Linked DNA regions of Mus musculus: all the other regions are linked to region 2. A link is a contact called in public Hi-C data. All regions are on one chromosome and are shown on one strand. Each heading gives the region's core, a stretch centred on a gene start, on an enhancer-like site or on the middle of the called end of the contact. The rest is flanking DNA. Distances are from core to core; before and after follow the strand shown.

The links. A called contact is a pair of places that touch in the nucleus more often than the background predicts.
Region 1: a contact with region 2 is called in a Hi-C map of embryonic fibroblasts, with 5 times the contacts expected there. The contact joins two enhancer-like sites. A contact is called at or near these places in 33 of 484 Hi-C or Micro-C datasets (the AML12 cell line, the C2C12 cell line, CD4 T cells and 22 more), 19 of 115 datasets of contacts at active chromatin or transcription factors (the NIH/3T3 cell line, Th17 cells, astrocytes and 15 more) and 2 of 9 other capture datasets (bone marrow-derived macrophages and embryonic stem cells).
Region 3: a contact with region 2 is called in a Hi-C map of embryonic stem cells, with 2.1 times the contacts expected there. The contact joins two enhancer-like sites. A contact is called at or near these places in 7 of 484 Hi-C or Micro-C datasets (the HL-1 cell line, embryonic stem cells, liver and 2 more).

Annotation. Positions count from the first base shown.
Region 1 is chr1:39,888,403-39,891,102 of GRCm38.p6, reverse strand. No RefSeq gene overlaps it. Among named protein-coding and RNA genes, the nearest start is that of Map4k4, 11 kb to the left of the region's middle. Within about 2 kb of position 1,437, at least 34 of the 459 cell types and tissues checked have an H3K27ac peak or open chromatin away from gene starts, as enhancers often do. A contact at or near this core is called in the C2C12 cell line, the HL-1 cell line, the NIH/3T3 cell line and 4 more, where this site is marked.
Region 2 is chr1:39,760,195-39,762,894 of GRCm38.p6, reverse strand. No RefSeq gene overlaps it. Among named protein-coding and RNA genes, the nearest start is that of Rfx8, 41 kb to the right of the region's middle. Within about 2 kb of position 1,329, at least 259 of the 459 cell types and tissues checked have an H3K27ac peak or open chromatin away from gene starts, as enhancers often do. A contact at or near this core is called in the C2C12 cell line, the HL-1 cell line, the NIH/3T3 cell line and 6 more, where this site is marked.
Region 3 is chr1:39,612,950-39,615,649 of GRCm38.p6, reverse strand. No RefSeq gene overlaps it. Among named protein-coding and RNA genes, the nearest start is that of Gm51620, 22 kb to the right of the region's middle. Within about 2 kb of position 1,404, at least 89 of the 459 cell types and tissues checked have an H3K27ac peak or open chromatin away from gene starts, as enhancers often do. A contact at or near this core is called in embryonic stem cells and uterus, where this site is marked.

The DNA.
Region 1 (2,700 bases), core at 188-2,687, 130 kb before region 2:
ACGTCGCACAGTAGTCAAGATATGGAGAGAGATACGCTCTGGCATGACAGTTGTTTTGCCCTTTGGATCCTGTGGGGCGTCCAGCCCATGAAACCCAAGTCTCCCTGCCTCAGTTAAGCTCTTTTGAAAGAGTGATCACAGACACGGCCAAAACTGTCTCCTAGGTAACCCTAAAATCACATCAAACTGACAGACAAGACTAACCATCACACTCATGTTTCTCACAGAGCAGGACTTAGAGAATTATTGATAACCGGAAGAACTTTAAATTTCTCCAAAGTCAACCCAAAAGACAGTATCTGAGACAATAAGAATCACAAAGCAAAATTGCTAACGTTAATCTGGGTGATAGTGATAGCGCTAAGAACACTTGCAAAAACATAAAATGTTCGTACCATTATTGAAACTATCACTGTACACAATTTAAGCTCATGGCCATAGCTATGTAAAACTTAAAAATTACTCTGGGGGATGCCGGGCATGGTGGCGCACTCCTTTAATCTCAGCACTTGGGAGGCAGAGGCAGGGGGATTTCTGAGTTCGAGGCCAGCCTGAACTACAGAATGAGTTCCAGGACAGCCAGGGCTACACAGAGAAACCCTGTCTCAAAAAAAAAAAAAAAAAAACCCAAAAAACCCAAACAAACAAACAAAAAAATTACTCTTGGGAATGAGTGATGGGAAGAAATACGTAAAATTTTAGTAGTTTTTAGCTGAAAAAAAAAAAATCTATCTGTGATTTTCTTTCCTCCAGGTCACAAGCTGAATTTTCTGAGCATGATTTCTAATACTACATTTTTAAGTAATGTGAGATAAATTATTAATTTCCATAAGGTGACTCTTACAAAAACCTTATGCTGGGCTGAGTAAACCAGCATAAATGTATGGTCCCACAGCCTTGGCGAGAAGCCCTCTCCTGCCTCTTCCAGCTCCTGCTGGCTGCTGACAGGCTTGCTTGCCTTTCTTGGGCTCACGCCGTAGGCCACTGTCCGTCAGATGGCACACTGTGGATGTCTTCACACTGTCTCTTCCTTCAAGGACACCAGGCGTATTGGGTTAAAAGCCCAGCCTACTCAAGTGTGACCCCATCCAAACTAGTGGAATCCTAAGTACCGTGTTTTCATGTAAGGTCACATTCTGGGTCAGTTAGACCTTCACCAGGTCTTTTTGAAGGGAATGAAAAAAACACTATTCAACTTGTAAGAGAAATTTAACATTTGGGTGTCTCCTTCAGTAGTAGCATGCCTTCATCCAGTCATTCACTCATTCACTCATTCATTCATTCTACGTGATTTGGCCTGGAACTAACTGTAAGGACTAGATTTGCCCCAAACTCGAAGCTACCCCGTTATTCTTTCTTATTGGAATGTGGTAGTTTCCACAATTTAGCCACATGGGTGGGTTAGGAGATAATTGTTCAGAGAGGGTTTTCCCATGATTCATCTCATTTTCTTCCTTGACAGTCTCCTTGTTATCCATTCTACCATGTATGTATTAGTCACCCATTGTGTTAATCTAACAAAAATTTAATTCTTCTGTCTTTTATTTTATGGACGTGGGTGTTTGCCGGCCGTGTCTCTGCGCACTGTGTCCTTGAGTAAGCAGAAGAGGCACGGGATCCCCCAGAACTGGAGAGACAGATGTTTGTGAGCTGTGGAAGAGCAGCCAGTGCTCTTAACCACCGAGCCACCTCCCCAGCGCAACCTATCCAAAATTAAAAGTCTAACCAGAAGCTGCGAGTTTCTCATCGACACTGTGGTTTTTCAAAGAGATGTGACGTTTAGAACAAATATGCACAATTTGCAAATCACTCTATAAAGAGTACCCTTGGAATGGAAGTATATACAAATTTTAAAAGTCAGGCCATTTGGCAAACATATATCAGATGTCAGAGAGGAGACTATTAGGGGAAAAGAAGACAGCCAACTAAGGTTAAAATAGCTCTAAACAGAAATTGAGCTTGCCAAAACAAGTATTTTTCAACATTGAGTAATCTCCTATTCTGCCGGGATATTTGCACACTAGCTAATATTTTAAGATAATGTCTTACTGGCATTTTACTATGTGACCTTTTCTGATTGTAGAGCTAGAGATAGCTGCATGCTTACTATGGAGACAAATATATTTATTTGATATTTTGTAAGAATGATGTCTTGTTCTGAACTTGAGAGAATTGTGTGACATAAAAATATAAGGAATTATGGTGTGGATTGAACAAAGCAAGCATGACTTCCTTTATATCCCTGAACAGGACTCTACTGCTGCCCTGTGCCTTTGCAAGTAAGATATTTGTTTGTCTTGACGCACGCACACATTCATCTTAATGAGAATGTTGGTGATGTCATCAGAGTTGCATGTGTGCTTCTTTGTGCCATTATTCTTATCTCCATTTTCTTCTTAGGAGAGCTTTGTTTGTATCAGAGGCCTAAGGAAATTAAATGCAAAGCTAAGCTGGGACAACAAAACTTGACTGTGTGCAGAAAGGAAATTAGAAGCTGACACCCAACTACTCTGAACATTGTGTCAGAGGACTTGAAGTGGAGCCATTTCCCCCACAGGAGTCTTGCTGAGACACAAAAATACCTCTTTGATTCACAGTGGTCAAGCTGACCCCCAAACCTGGAGTCTTCTCTGTGAGCCACCCCTCCCCTTCTCAACTCCTTGTGTCTCTCCTACAAGGGGCCAGAAACTAGTCAGTTAC
Region 2 (2,700 bases), core at 80-2,579:
GTTTGCATCCCTCTCTTCATCACTGCAGGTCAAACCTTCATCTCTCATGGCATAGATTCTTCATCTGTCTTGTGAGGCTGTGGCAGAGTACATGAGGCTAGAGAATTTATCAATTTAGGAATGTCCTTCTCAACCATTCAGGAGGAGCCCAAGAACAAGCAGTTTCTGCCTGACAGAGTCTTTGCCCAGCAGAGGTGATGACACAGAGAAGTCAGGAAGAGAAGAAAAGAGGGCTCTGACCCATCCTCTTGTTAGACGACTCCTATGATACTTGATGGCCTCTGGAACTCCAAGCTTTTCTGAACTCTGCCAGTCTGTGGCATTTTGTTACAGAAAGCCAGACCGACTATAATGCCCCTCACTCAGCTCCCGAAAATCGACTCTAGAATCAGCTCCTCCAACTGACGGTGGCTGTTGAGTTTAATTTGTGTATGTTCTCCAAGTAGCCCAGGTTGGCTTAGAACTCATGATCCTTTCTGCCTTAGCTTCCTGAGCTGGGTTTGGGGATCCAGCACAAGCTGGTTTGGGTTTTCTTCATGTGTGGTGTAACAATCATTGTCTGTGTAAGAGTTTACTCGGACACAAGCAGTCTGCTCTTACTTTCATCCCCAAACTCGCAAATCTACATTTAACCAGAGAAAATAGCCACTCAGCAGGACTTCCTGTATCCAGGGGCGGGGGCGCTCCACGCGGTCCATCTTCTCAGCTGCGCATTGGCTGAGTCAGCTCCCTACAGTCAGTCCCTGGGCTTCTTTCCAAGTTTCCTTTACTGCAAGTAGCAGAGACGAACTTTTTTTTTTTTTCATACTGACTGCTTTTCTCTAGCTTTAGGAATCTTCGAAGTTTCCCGGTCAAAGAGTTCAAACTGTCTTTGGCTTTTACAACTAAGGGCAAAAGCCACAACTACATGTGTGGCGATGCCCCGTGCCTACCCCCAAAGTGCCGTGGAGCTTGAATTACTCCGGCCCCACCAGTACAAGGTCTTGTCGTTTCTCTTTATTCAAACTAGCTTGTGTAGCAGGCCTTAATTTACTACTTCTTTCTCTGCAGTACTGTCCGTGCTGTGACTCAGAAATCGCTTGATTTGCTGTGTTTCCAGTCAGAGAGCTCTTCCACTAAAGAGTCTCAACACTCACCCCTCAGCTCGTTCCTATTGTCTAACGTGAAGTTTGTTGAGGGGTTAGTATGGTTACACTGCAGGAGATTTACCTGGACAAATTGTGAAGAAGAAGAAAATAGCTAAGCAGGAAGGCTAAGAAGCAGTCCTTCCCCCTTCAGGCACGCTCCCGGAAAGGTGGTGTTCAACGCAGGCCATCTAGTGGATCCTCCTGGGAAAAGTGCCCAGGGGGAGTCAAGAAAACCATTTCCCAGTGCAGAAGGATGGAGCCCAGCTCAGAGACTGGAGTTCTCACTGGAGGAAGAGCTGCAGTTGCCCCTACTCCTGGGGACAGGCTATCCCTTCCCTCTTCCTGGCGTGGGTGTGTGGGAACCGGCACGAATGAAGCCAGTCGTGCGGTTACTAAGCTGCTGGGAGTTGGGGCCTTAACTTTGACTTAGCATGAATTCTGGCCCAGAACCTCGCCCTGCCCCCCACCTCTCCTCAGCGAGGGCCCCACATTACAGGATGTTATTCATCCGACGTCTGTTAGCTGCGGCCCCAGTGTGCCAGGCAGAAAGACTGAGTCAGATTCTGGAGGGAAGAGATTTTGCCAGGAAGACCTGGGCGTGGCTCAGGTAGGTGGAATCTGAGGTCGCAAGGGCATGAGAAATATAAAATCAGGGATGTTTTCACGAGATCAGTAGGATTTGGCTTTCCACACCCACTATTCCTTATATTTAAACAAAACAAAACACGCTTAGGCAGTTAAAAAAAAAAAAAAAAAAACACTTTAAGAAATATACACTGGCCGGGCAGTGGTGGCGCACACCTTTAATCCCAGCACTGGGGAGGCAGAAGCAGGCAGATTTCTGAGTTCGAGGCCAGCCGGGTCTACAGAGTGAGTTCCAGGACAACCAGGGCTATACAGAGAAACCCTGTCTTGAAAAACCAAAAAAAAAAAAAAAAAAAAGAAAAGAAAAGAAAAAAAAGAAAAAAGAAAAGGAATGTATACTGTATGAAACTGCCGGTATGTAATGTGTATGTGACATGTAATTATATAATATTCAATCTAATGTAGTGCCATATATAGCAGATATATAAAGTGGAACTAACAATGAAACAAATATGGAATAAACAAGAAGTGTGTGTTTTCTGTGCACATGTGTGGTCCACTCCTGAGCAGCTGCCAGTGTGTGATTTAGTTCCTGGAGGTGGACTCTGAGGCAGACTTAGAAGATGAGAGCATTTTTTCGGTGGGAGCTTTGAGGAATGAGCAGCATGAACTTCAGATGGAGCCCTCACCGTTATCCCTAAGGACGCCTCTGTCGTAACAGTCTTCTCTCTGAGTCTGCAGGGAGGCCCTCACAGCCAGGACCCCTGTTCCTTTACAGGGTCCCTTAGAGAGCATAGCATCATGTTTGCATAGAACCAGCCTGCATCCTTCTGATGCTTCATACATCCCTAGATGCCTTAGATTCTTGGTACCTGGGAACACCATGCCCTGGGGAAGCAGGGCAAGAGGAGATTCCTGCATCTCCAGTCCTGAAGTCCTTTCCAGAGATGTTTGTTCCATAGTTGTCGAAACTGTCTGTGTGGAAAAT
Region 3 (2,700 bases), core at 155-2,654, 150 kb after region 2:
CACCATTTAGCTTCTTGCTTCTTGTTTGTGCTTCGCTCCTCCTCCTGCTCCTCCTGCTCCTCCTCCTCCTCCTCCTCTCAGCTCACTGGGACACCAACACTGGTCTGTAGTGTCTTCCCCCATACTAGAACTTAAAATTGGTTTGGAGACAGAATTGACTTCATTTCATTGCTTCACCAACTTTCAAGCACGAGGGGTTCGTTTCTACCTCAGTTTCTCCCCACTAGAACGAGATTATCCCCAAGCCTGCTTGGCTCACCGTAGGGGGGCTATAGTGCTGGCTGTGCCTCGACGTCCCTCGTTTTTTCACATCCCACAGAAGCCCTTTGTCTACTGTCGGATCCCCCTGGCAAGAACCGAGGTATCTGAGGATGAATGGTTTCACTTCTTGCTCTGATCGTCCTTACCTGCTCCATGTCTCACGGTGGTTTCTTCATCTCCTGGACATTTCTAGATAAGCGGTGGGACCTTTGGGAGTTTCTAACAAACTTACAGTTTCCAAACTTGGGAATTTTGTAGGAGGCAAAGATTTAGTGCGCCCCCTGGTGACTGAGCAGTGGAACTTTATTTACAGTCGCTTGTCCTTGAAGCAAACATTAAACCCCATCTTGACTCAACTTCTTTCCTTCCCCCATGCTTTGGGGAAGTCCAATAAGGATGGAGGTGGGTCTTACTCCTCCGCTCCTGGGGTTGCCCTCCTCTCTTACTTCTTCAATATCCTCAGCGCAGCTACTGAAGCCCCCGCCAGGGTCCAGGATCCAGATACAGGCTGTAGGAACAGCTACTTGTAAAAGATGAGGAGGGCAGAACAGAGAAGCCTTTCCCAAGTGTGCTTACTCAGGCCTTGTGTGAGCCGGAGGCTAGAGTTAGATCAGTTGGCTGATTGTTAGAATCGCTCCAGGCTAGAGAACATTGGAGACCAGACCCTACAGAAGCAGGTTTTCCTTTAATCAGAACAGCCAAGGGCAGAAGCCACTCCTGGGGAATGTGCTTAGGAGTGGGGGTGGGGGGTGGGGCGGGTTGGAGTTTTATAGGGCAGAAAAGGGAACTTCTGTAGTGGGAGATTACATCTGCTTCCTTCCCCTGCAGTCTTCAAGCTTGTAAATGCTCTTCTTATCAAGAGCTCACTGGGTCCTAACTTCCTGCAGAAGATGCTGCCTTTGTGTTAACCTACCTGTCCTGGAGTTGCTCAGCTCGCCCGCCCGAGGCTTTTGGGTTGTTTGGCCTTGAGCCGTATCAGCACCAGATGTTTTCAGACACCTAGAGAGGCTACGCAGCTTGCACCGGCTCCCGAAAGTACCGGCCCCAGACACATCTATTTCCAACAGTGTGGACTTTTCTCTGTAGCCATTGCCACGGGGGTCAGAGCATTTCTCTCGAGGGCCTAGCAGAGAGACCGCAGTGACTGCCACAAACAGGCAAGGCCAGTGCGCGCAAGGCCAGCGCACTGGCCACACTTCCCTTCAGTAAGGCAAAAGGGAGTTTTTCTCCATTTTTCTGAGAAACCAGGAGAAAAGGTTAATGCTCAAATTTCCCAAACCTGTTTCAGTTGTGATTCTTAACTTCCTTCTGCCTCTGCCAAGGGGCTCACACTCACACAAAGAAACCAGAGGTAACCTAATCTCATCCTCTTGGTCCATCCTCCTGTCGCAGCCTTCCAAGAGGAATAGCGTGAGCCCGCAAAGCCCCTTCTTGTTTCTATTTTCTTCATCATTTTACTGTCTATAAAGTAAGCCTTCAGTACTTGGTTCCAGGAAAACTTACTGCATCTGATAGAACTAAGAGCCATCGGATTCCAGAAACACAAATGAGGCAGTCAAGATCTTTAAACTAAAAGTAACATCATCTAGATCTTTTTATTTTAGAATTTATTTTGAAGTTGTGTGTGTGTGTGTGTCTAAATGTAGTGTTGTACATGTGAGTGCAGCACCCACAGAGGCCAGAATCGGGCACCAGATCCCCTGGAGCTGGAATTACAAGCAGTTGTGAACTGCCCCCAAAGGCTGCTAGGACCAGAATTCCATCTGCTGCAGAGTCCTGTGGGCCCTTAACCTCTGCACCGTCTCTCCAAGCCCTCTAGATTTAGATCTATCTTGTGCAAAAGTCATCTTTCCATAAATACTTGGAAAAGATCATGTATTTATCTTGAATGTTTCGTGGGGTTTGTTTGTCTTGGGACATATTAATCATTGTTACTGCTTGTCCTATAGTGTCCTATATTCTGCAAGTATATTCTGGTGGATATCGCTTATAAAGAATATCTCTGTCCAGATGCTTTTATTGAAAAAGTAATAATTACCTCAGAGTAAGAGTCTTATGAATCAGGCCAGGATATAAGCAACAGACAGCGCCAGCTGTGAGAGAAACTGAAAACTGTAAGCCCCTCAAGGTCACTGTGCAGCTGTCCAAGGTCAGACAAAAGCCCTATGGAGCCTTTTAGGCTTTCTGGAGTGGGTGGGAGAGAGACTTTCTCCTCACATCCTAACACATCAGAAACTTTTGAACCAGCTTGGCAAGAAAGGCTTCACCTATGCCTGGGGGGTTCTGAGTCTTTGATCGGAAGTTTTCCCACACAGGTGCAGCTCCATCGCAATACTAACAGCCACCCTGCTTCCCAGTCCCAGGCACAGCCCTGCATCTAACCTGTAGGTTAGACTCTCACAGGAGGCCTCTTTACCTTAAGGCAGTGGTTCTCAGCCT